Linked DNA regions of Sus scrofa: region 2 is linked to region 1. Evidence: chromatin contacts called from public Hi-C data. All regions are on one chromosome and are shown on one strand. Each heading gives the region's core, a stretch centred on a gene start, on an enhancer-like site or on the middle of the called end of the contact. The rest is flanking DNA. Distances are from core to core; before and after follow the strand shown. Region 1 has its middle 130 kb from the start of TLE6. Region 2 holds the start of LMNB2 (lamin-B2).

Evidence for each region. A called contact is a pair of places that touch in the nucleus more often than the background predicts.
Region 2: a contact with region 1 is called in a Hi-C map of omental adipose tissue, with 2.0 times the contacts expected there. The contact joins the promoter of LMNB2 here to the enhancer-like site in region 1. A contact is called at or near these places in 2 of 5 promoter capture datasets (fetal skeletal muscle and liver), 9 of 47 Hi-C or Micro-C datasets (alveolar macrophages, embryonic fibroblasts, epiblast stem cells and 6 more) and 1 of 2 datasets of contacts at active chromatin or transcription factors (alveolar macrophages).

What each region holds. Positions count from the first base shown.
Region 1 is chr2:75,683,125-75,687,536 of Sscrofa11.1, forward strand. No RefSeq gene overlaps it. Among named protein-coding and RNA genes, the nearest start is that of TLE6, 130 kb to the left of the region's middle. Within about 2 kb of position 1,852, at least 39 of the 83 cell types and tissues checked have an H3K27ac peak or open chromatin away from gene starts, as enhancers often do. A contact at or near this core is called in embryonic fibroblasts, omental adipose tissue and retroperitoneal adipose tissue, where this site is marked.
Region 2 is chr2:76,124,112-76,128,523 of Sscrofa11.1, forward strand. LMNB2 (lamin-B2) reads left to right here and starts at 1,821. Exons shown (of 12, transcript XM_003353991.4): 1 at 1,821-2,143. The coding sequence starts at 1,862.

The sequences.
Region 1 (4,412 bases), core at 602-3,101:
ACCCACAGCTGTGACCTACACCACAGCTGTGGCAACATAGTACAGATCCTTTTTAATTGGAATTTTTATTGAGAGAATTGTAGATTCATATGGAGTTGGAAATAACTCAGGGATCTCCTCTGCCTTTGCCCAGTGCTAAAATTTTGCAAAATATAGTTGTATGTCACTACCAGGATCTTGACATTGATACAATCTATTTTATTCAAGTGTGTGTGTGTTAAGTTCTTTACAATATTTTTGCTTTTATGTTCTATGCAATTTTATCACCTAGGTAGGTTCATTTATCCGCAGTCAAGAAATGGAAAATGTTCATCACCATATGGCTCTCCTTCACACCCACCTCCCTCCCAGCTTTCCCATGCCACCTTAACAATCTAGGAAGATTTAAATTTTTTTTTTTCTTTTTGGTCCTTCCCAGCATGAGGAAGTTCCAGGGTCAGGGATGGAACACAATCCACAGCAGCAACTCAGGCCACTGCACTGACAACGCCTGATAAGAAGTCTTTTCTAAAAGACACTCATTCTCCTAGGAGTCCCCAAAATCCCACACCCCATGTACTAAGCTACACATGCCTGACTGGGCTCTGAAATCTGTCTATGACAAAGATGATCAGAGGCTGGGCCAGTATCCAGACAAGAAGGTCCTGAAGCATCCAGTTATGCCAGAAAGTCAGGCAATGTTCACAAAATGATGAGGAGCTTGGAGTTCCCGCTGTGGCTCAGCAGGTTACAAACCAGACTAGTATCCATGAAGATGCAGGTTTTGATCCCTGGCCTCTCTCAGTGGGTTAAGGATACCCTGTTGCTACCAGCTGGTGGTACATAGGTCGCAGACGTGGCTCTGATCTGGCGCTGCTGTGGCTGTGGCACAGGCCGGCAGCTTGAACTCTGACTGGACCACTAGCTTGGAAATTTCCATATGCCACACATGCAGCCCTAAAAACAAACAAACAAAAAAGATGGGGACTTGTTAAAAGAGCACAGGAGCCAGTCTACAGGGACTCCTTCCAGAAAATCTCAGAAAGTGGGACGGGAAAACCTGTTTGTAAGAAGACAACGTTCCTCTCCCACTTGGAGTCTGATTCTCTTGGATGCTAAGAATCTGTCCCCATTTCCACAATGAGCTAGGGCGCCATCCAGTGGCCACAGTAGGATATCACGAAGCATTTACACAGGTGTTTCTGGACACAACAATCCACATGAATTTTTGTTTTCCAAGAAAAAGGATTCAGTTTCACGTTGCCCTGGTTGACCCCTTTGCACGTGGCTCAGCTTTGCTCTGCGCCCAGGGAAACCAGCCTCCATCCACATCTCACTCATATCCACCCTTCCCCCAAATCCTAAAGTGAGGCCGCCGCGGGTCCTAAGGTGTAGGGGGTCAGATGGTCCTGCGCCGCCAAACAAGACCCCTGAGGCTCAGTTCCATTCGTCCTAGACTGGACTTTGGAAGTAACCCTTTAAATAACCCCGACCCCTGCCCTTTGAACTGTACCCCGCCCTCTGACCCACTCCTGGCGCGGCTTGCTCCTCGCCCAGCCTTGGCCGCCAAGCAGTCGCAAGGCCTGACCCTGCTGTGGACACCAAAAGGAGTAGCGTGTAGTCCCATGAAAGCAGCCAACTCTGCAGTAGCGTTCTTGATCGCACTTCCGCTTCCGGCCCCGGGGCAGCTGGGAGCAATAAAAAGGGGGCAGACCTACGTTTGGTGTTGGTGGAAGCTCGAGGATAGGCAGGTCAGCTTCTCCAATCATAGAGCAGATAAATACTATTTCCCCGGTCATTGGGACGTTATTGGTTCTAGTGTGGTGCCCTGCCCCCTTAGGCTTTCCGGAAGCGGGAATGTGCTTGTGGGCGTGGTCAATGAGGGCCCGCCCACATCCCCACACGGGCGTGTCTAGGGTAGAAAGCACACCCAGAGGTGTGGCTGAGGGCGTGGCCTCCTGGGCAACCCCTGAGCACCCGGGTGTCTAATAAGCAATGTTTGTTACATAAGCAATAAATGCTCATTTCTCTGAAAACTTTTCTTTATTTACACCCCTATAAAAAGACATTCCTATTATTGGAATGTTGCTTCTTGGAACACACCTTATTTTTCCAGAAATGTGTCATATTTTATTCATTTGTTTACGTACTGCTTTTCTAATAACTGCGTCGTGCTATCCCATAGTAGCCACTGGATGGCGCCCTAGCTCACGTTTTCGCTTTGGTGCCTATTTTGTTTTTTGTATTGGATATTCCTGAAGGAAAAATGCATGTGGAATCCTGAAAAAAAAATGCTAATTAAGCATAGCTATATTCCAAACTCTATTTTCTGGACAAGGGAAGACAACAGTAAATTAACACAAAAATCCTTGCCCTCATCCTTAGATTCCGATGGGGAGGGACAAAAAAAAAAAAATTAACCATGTTAATAAAGAGTAAATGTATTAAATATTATATCTCAAATGTGGACAGGTGAGCACTATGAGCATCTGTCCCTCCTGCTGCCTCCCCCAGACCCTGTACAAATGTTTGGTTCCCATCACACTCAGGGAAGCCTCTATGTTGCCTAATTGCCCCCTTGCCCCTTTCTGGGGACACAACCCCAGTCCTCTTCCAAGTCCTAGGCAGGATACTCCTGGAAGTGGAGGGTGCCGGGGTGATTGAGGTGAAGCTGGGGCAACTCTGGGCTGCAAGCTGTCATCTCTGGCAGTTGGAGAATTTCACATATACATTGGAAGATGGCCAGGATGTGGTGTGTCTGGTTGACTATGCATTCAATTAACAGGCTCAAAAATTAGGGAAAATCAAAAATTCTTACAGGTCTCCCTTTTAAGGACATGACTGTTCAGACACAATAAGTTTTTATAATAGCTAAAGCTCTAAAACATCTAGAAGAACACTGGAGAAAAATCTTTGTGATCTTGGGATAGGCAAAGATTTCTCAGGATAGAAAATGTGGAAAAGATACACAAAGAAATGACCTAGTTTGTCCTTAAAATTTTGAATATTTGAATATTTTGCACTGTGAGAAAACAAGCAGGCAAGCCACAACAAGGAGAAAATATTTGTGTAACAGATTCTGACAAAGTCATTGTATCCACAATGCACAAAGAAGGCTTTCAATGGAGGAAAATCATCGTCACAAGAGGGCCCCATTTCACCAGCAAAACCTCCTAGTTGGCTGTTTGGACCTAGTTGCTGAAGTATTTCAGGGTAAACAAACTTGGGTCACCTGTGTGCAGTAAAGCCCATTTACTCACGCCGAGTTGTGGGGAAGGAAAGTGCAACGTTTCCTGCAGGCATCTAGCAAAGAGTGCAGGCACTTAATGCTGAAAAGATCAGAACTTCCTGTGGCTTTCGGAAAAGGTTTTTAAAGTCTGGGGTGGGGGTGCTGGATCAGCTGGTGGACATTCTTCTGATGAGTTGGTGGGGAGGTAATTGGGAGCCAACATCATTCAGTTTCTGGTTCCAACCTGTCTGGGGTCTGCGTGCTGATCCACAGCATGCAGTTAACTACTTCCACCTGGTGGGGGCTTTAGTCTCTTCAAAACAGCTCAAAGGACATGGCTCAGGATATTATCTATAGCTCTCCAGGAAAAACTAAATATCCTTGACTTTGTTTCGTGGGCAGACTATATTATAAATATTTTCTTGTTATATTATTGTTAGCTATTACTATAACTATTATTATTGTGTATTATGTTGTATTGTGTATTATTATTATCTTACTCGACTGTTGCTTTCTGCATTTTCTCACTCTCTAAATGTATTCTTTGCAACTTGAGGAAGGCCTAGGAGGTAAAGGTTTTTTAACAGACAAGAGGCAGGTGGGGACCATGGGGGAGGGGGTTGTCCTGGGAAGGCCCCATAGGGCCCTGCTCGGTTACAGGGGAACAGATCGCAATTTACTCAGAGTTAAGAGGGGAAAGATGCATAAATACTATATACATATGTACATATACACACACAGAAAATGATGACAGCAAAAGGTACAAACTATTAACATGGGGACAACTGGGTGAGGATACATGCAGGAGTTCTTGGTACTGATGGTGCATGTCTTCTGTAAGCTTGAAATTATATCCAAATAAAAAGTTACCCCCAAATACTTTTGTAGTTTGTACCAGAAAGCATATGGGCAGCCAACCAATGATCAAAAATATGAGTAACCTGAGTTCCTGTTGTAGCTCAGTAGGCTAAGAACCCAACTAGTATCCATGAGGATTCAGGTTTGATCCCTGGCCTCGATCAGTGGGGTTAAGGACCCTGTGTTGCCACGAGCTGCAGTGTAGGTCACAGATGGGGCTCGGATCCGGTGCAGCTGTGGCTGTGGCTGGCAGCAGCAGCTCCGATTCCACCCCTAGCCTGGGAACGTCCATATGCTGCAGGTGGGGCCCTAAAAAGAAAAAAAAAAAATGAGTGATTTTAATTTT
Region 2 (4,412 bases), core at 571-3,070, 440 kb after region 1:
AGCTCCTGGAGGTGAGATGTTTGGGAAGAGGCATTCTTGAGGCAGAAAAAACAGATGGCAAGTGCCAGGGTTAGAGGAAGGAAGTGGTTCTCAACTGAGGGAGATTTTGCCCCTTTGGTGACAGGTGGCAACAGGAACATTTTTGGTTGTCCTGGCTGAAGGGGGTGGGGGTGCTACTGGAGCCCAGAGATGCTGTCTATCAATATCCTTCAGTGAATAAGTCAGTTCTCCACCAGAGGGAGCAGTGGAGCCCAAATGTCCAAAGCACCAAGTTGGAGAGAACTTGTTCCATTTTTTGGTCTCTTCTGGATATTTATTTTATTTTATTTTATTTATCTTATCTTATCTTATCTTACTTTATTTTATTTTTGTCTTCTGTCTTTTTAGGTCTGCACTTGTGGCATTTGGTAGTTCCCAGGCTGGAGGTTGAATCGGAGCTGTAGCTGCCGGCCTACGCCACAGCCACAGCAACTCAGGATCTGAGCCTTGTCTGTGACCTACACCACAGCTCATGGCAACCCCGGATCCTTAACCCACTGAGTGAAGCCAGGGGTCGGACCTGCATCCTCATGGATACTAGTCAGGTTCGTTAACCACTGAGCCACGATGGAACTCCTGGACATTTTGTATAAGTGGAATCATACACTGTGTGGCCTTTTGTGTTTGGCTTCTTTCACTGAGCATTTTTTTTTTAATTGAGATATTTTAAAATTGATGTATAAATAACCTATTAGTTTCAGGTGTATAACTTACTGACTCCATACTTGTATATAGTGGGAAACGATTACAACCATAAGCCTAGGTAACATTCATCACCATACATAGTTATAGGATTTTTTTTTCTTGTGATGAGAATTTCTTCTTTATGGCCACACTCACAGCCTATGAAAGTTCCTGGGCCACGGATTGAATCTGAGCCACAGTAGTGACCTATGCCACAGCTGTGACAAGGCTGGATTCTTAATCCACTGTGCCAGGCCAGCGATTGAACCCATGCCTCAGCAGCAACCAGAACCACTGCAGTGTGATCTTTAACCCACTGAGCCACCAGGGAACTCCCAAGATCTACTCTGTTAGCAACTCTCAAATATGCAATACAATATTGTTATCTATAGTCATCATGCTGCCCATAACATCCCCATGGCATTTATCTTATAACTGGAAATGTGCACCCTTTGATGCCCTTCACTGCTTCAAACCCTCCACTCCAGCCACCAATCTGTTTTCCGTGTACATGAGCTTGGGTTGTACACCTGAAATTAGCACGACATTGTAAATCAACCAAAGTTCAATTTTTTAAAAAAGAAAGAAACACATACACACAAGAGAGAACTGCAAAACTTTACTTATAGACATAATAAGACATTCAAATAAAAGTTAGTGATTCAGGATTGACAGATGTAGGAAAACAGACAATCTCACACATTGCTTCAAAACTGGAAATTGGTAAACCTCTTCGGAGGACAACCTGACACTATTTATAAGCGGCTGGGGGATTTTTGGTGTTGTTTCAGGATTTTTAGATTTCACATATGGGTGAGATCACGGAACATATTTCTGAGGTTTCTTCACCAAATTTAATTTTAATGAGGCTCTAAAGAGGTAGGTAGGTTACATGAGTGGGGAAACTGAGGCCCGAAAAGAAACCAGGCATCACACAGTGGCAGAGCTGGAATTTGGAGCGGGCAGTTGGGCAGTCGTCCCGCGCCTGCTGAGTTGATGACAGCGAGGGAAACGGAGCGGGAGACTACAGCTCCCGGCGTGCGGCGCGCGGCTCCGGTGGGACTACAAGTCCCAGGCTGCCCCGTGGCGGTGGCGGCGGCGGGCGGCGGGCGCCATCTTGGTCGGCGGCGCGGATTGAATGAGCCCGCCGAGTCGCGGCCGCCGTTCTGAGCCGCGCGGACCCCGAGCCGCCGCCGCCGCCGCCGCTGCCGCTGCCATGGCCACGCCGCCGCCTGGCCGCGCGGGCGGGCCCGCTACGCCGCTGTCGCCCACGCGCCTGTCGCGGCTGCAGGAGAAGGAGGAGCTGCGCGAGCTCAATGACCGCTTGGCGCACTACATCGACCGCGTCCGCGCGCTGGAGCTGGAGAACGACCGGCTCCTCCTCAAGATCTCCGAGAAGGAGGAGGTGACCACGCGCGAGGTGGGCGCGGGCGCCTGGATCTTCGCTACGGCGGGCGGGCCTCCGAGGGTCCCACGGGGTTCGGGGACCCTCGTGCGAGAGGGGGCACTGGGGCGGGTTCTGCCCAACCGAGGTGTCCCCAGGGGTTGCGGGGGCCCCGGGCTAGGGTCGCACGTTTCGTTGGGCCCCGGCCTCTGAGGGTCTCCAGAGGGTTTGGGGGACATCTCCCATGCGAGAGGTGGAGACTGGCGCTGGCTCCGCCCACCGAGGGGTCCGGGAAGATCTCGGGGATCCCTTGAGTGAAGGTTGCATGCTGGGGCGTGCCCCTGCTTGAGGGACCCCGCGAGAGATTAAAGGGATCCTGAGTGAGGGTTGGAGGTCAGGATGGGCGCCTACAAGGGACCCCAGGGGTTTCTGGGGTACAGCACCCCCGCAAGAGCTGGAAACTAGCACCGGCCCCATCCACCGAGGGATCCCGGACGATCTGGGGATCCCCTGAGAAGGGTGCAGACTAGGGCGAATCCCGTTCTCTGATGGGTCCCTGAGGATCTGGGGAGCTTTGAGTGAGGGGTGCACACTGGAGCAGGTGTTTCACGTATTTCACGAGTGAGGAGTGCATTCTGAGGCTGACCAGTTCCTTGAAGGGGACCCAGGGGATTGTGGGTGCCCTGACAAGGGGTACACACGGGAGGAGACCTATCCTCTGAGGCATACTTGATGGGATCTCAGTGGAGGTTCCTGAATGAGGGATGCAGACTGGGCTGGTCTATTTCCTGAGGGATCCCTGGAGGAGTGGGGAGGGGGGCTGTGGGAGTGGTGGAAGTGGGGCAGGCCCCACCCACCGAAGAGTCCGAGGAGATCTAGGGGGCCCCTAAATGGTGGGATGTGAGCCAGCATAAGCTTTGCCCCTAAGGGAGTTTTGGGGAATCTTGGGATGTGTTTGGGTGTTCAAGTGTCCTAGGAGAAAACTTGGAGTTTCTTGGGGTCTCTAAGGAGACTGGGAGGCCACAGCTCTCTGAGGGGGTTCTAAGGAGGAGTGGAGGCTCTCAGGGGGTTTCCTGGGGTGACTCAGGTGCTCTCGGTTCTCTGTGGAACTTTGCAATGGTCCAGTGATGAATCCTGGGGAGTTTGGGGATTGGAATGGGGCTGAGTAGTAGGCTCAGTCTTTTTTTTTTTTTTGTCTTTTTAGCTATTTCTTTGGGCTGCTCCCGCGGCATATGGAGATTCCCAGGCTAGGGGTCAAATCGGAGCTGTAGCCACTGGCCTACGCCAGAGCCACAGCAACACGGGATCCAAGCCATGTCTGCAACCTACACCACAGCTCACGGCAATGCCGGATCATTAACCCACTGAGCAAGGACAGGGACTGAACCCGCAACCTCATGGTTCCCAGCCGGATTCATTAACCACTGCTCCACGACGGGAACTCCAGTAGGCTCAGTCTTAACAGGGCCTGGGGTGGGTGGGGAAGCATCTGATGTCTCCAGGTCCCTTGGGCCTCAAGACCCCCTTGGCTGATGGAAGCCTAATAGTCTGTGGCCCCTGCCTCTCCCTTTCCCTGCAATATGAGGAGTAGGGGAGGCATGAGGTCTTGGGGAACCAGGGGAAGTTTTGGTGCAGACTGAGGGAGTAGGGCCTGGATAAGCCCTGCGCTCAAGAGGGTGGGTGTCTGGGGGTCTTGGATGTGGTCTGTCCTGACTGGCTGCCAACCTAATGCCCTCCCTTTCTCCCACCGGTTAGGCCAACCAAAGGGCAGGTTCTCTAAATCAGGGCAGGAGTGCCCACCACCACGTGGTTCCCCCGTGGGAGGGTCAGTTAGGTCCTGAAGGTAGCATTTAGCTCCTCCCCATCCAGAGAATGGGCCAAGTGACCGACTTCTGGGAGGAGAAGAGGGGTGGGGTGCTGGGGGGAGGCATATTTCTGGGAACCACTTAGCCTCTGTGTGACCTTGGGCAAATCACTAAACCTCTCTGTGTCTCAGTGTCCCCTTTGTAAAGTGGAAATAATAAATAACCACCTTTTGGGCTTGTTTGTGGGGCCACAATGAGTTCACATTTGTTTGGAATAAAAGCAAAAAAAATAGAGACAGGTATCCACAGGACTCCATGGGCTCTTTTGTTCCTGGTTAATGGTCTCCAGACAGGGATTGGATATAAGGTATGGCTTGGGTGTTCTGGAGTGAGAAGATCTCGTGGTTGTTAGTGTGTACTAGGTGGTCTGGGGTTGATTAAAACTTGGGATCCAAACCCTGCTTTTAATCTGTGACTTTGGGCAGGTCACTCAGTCTCCC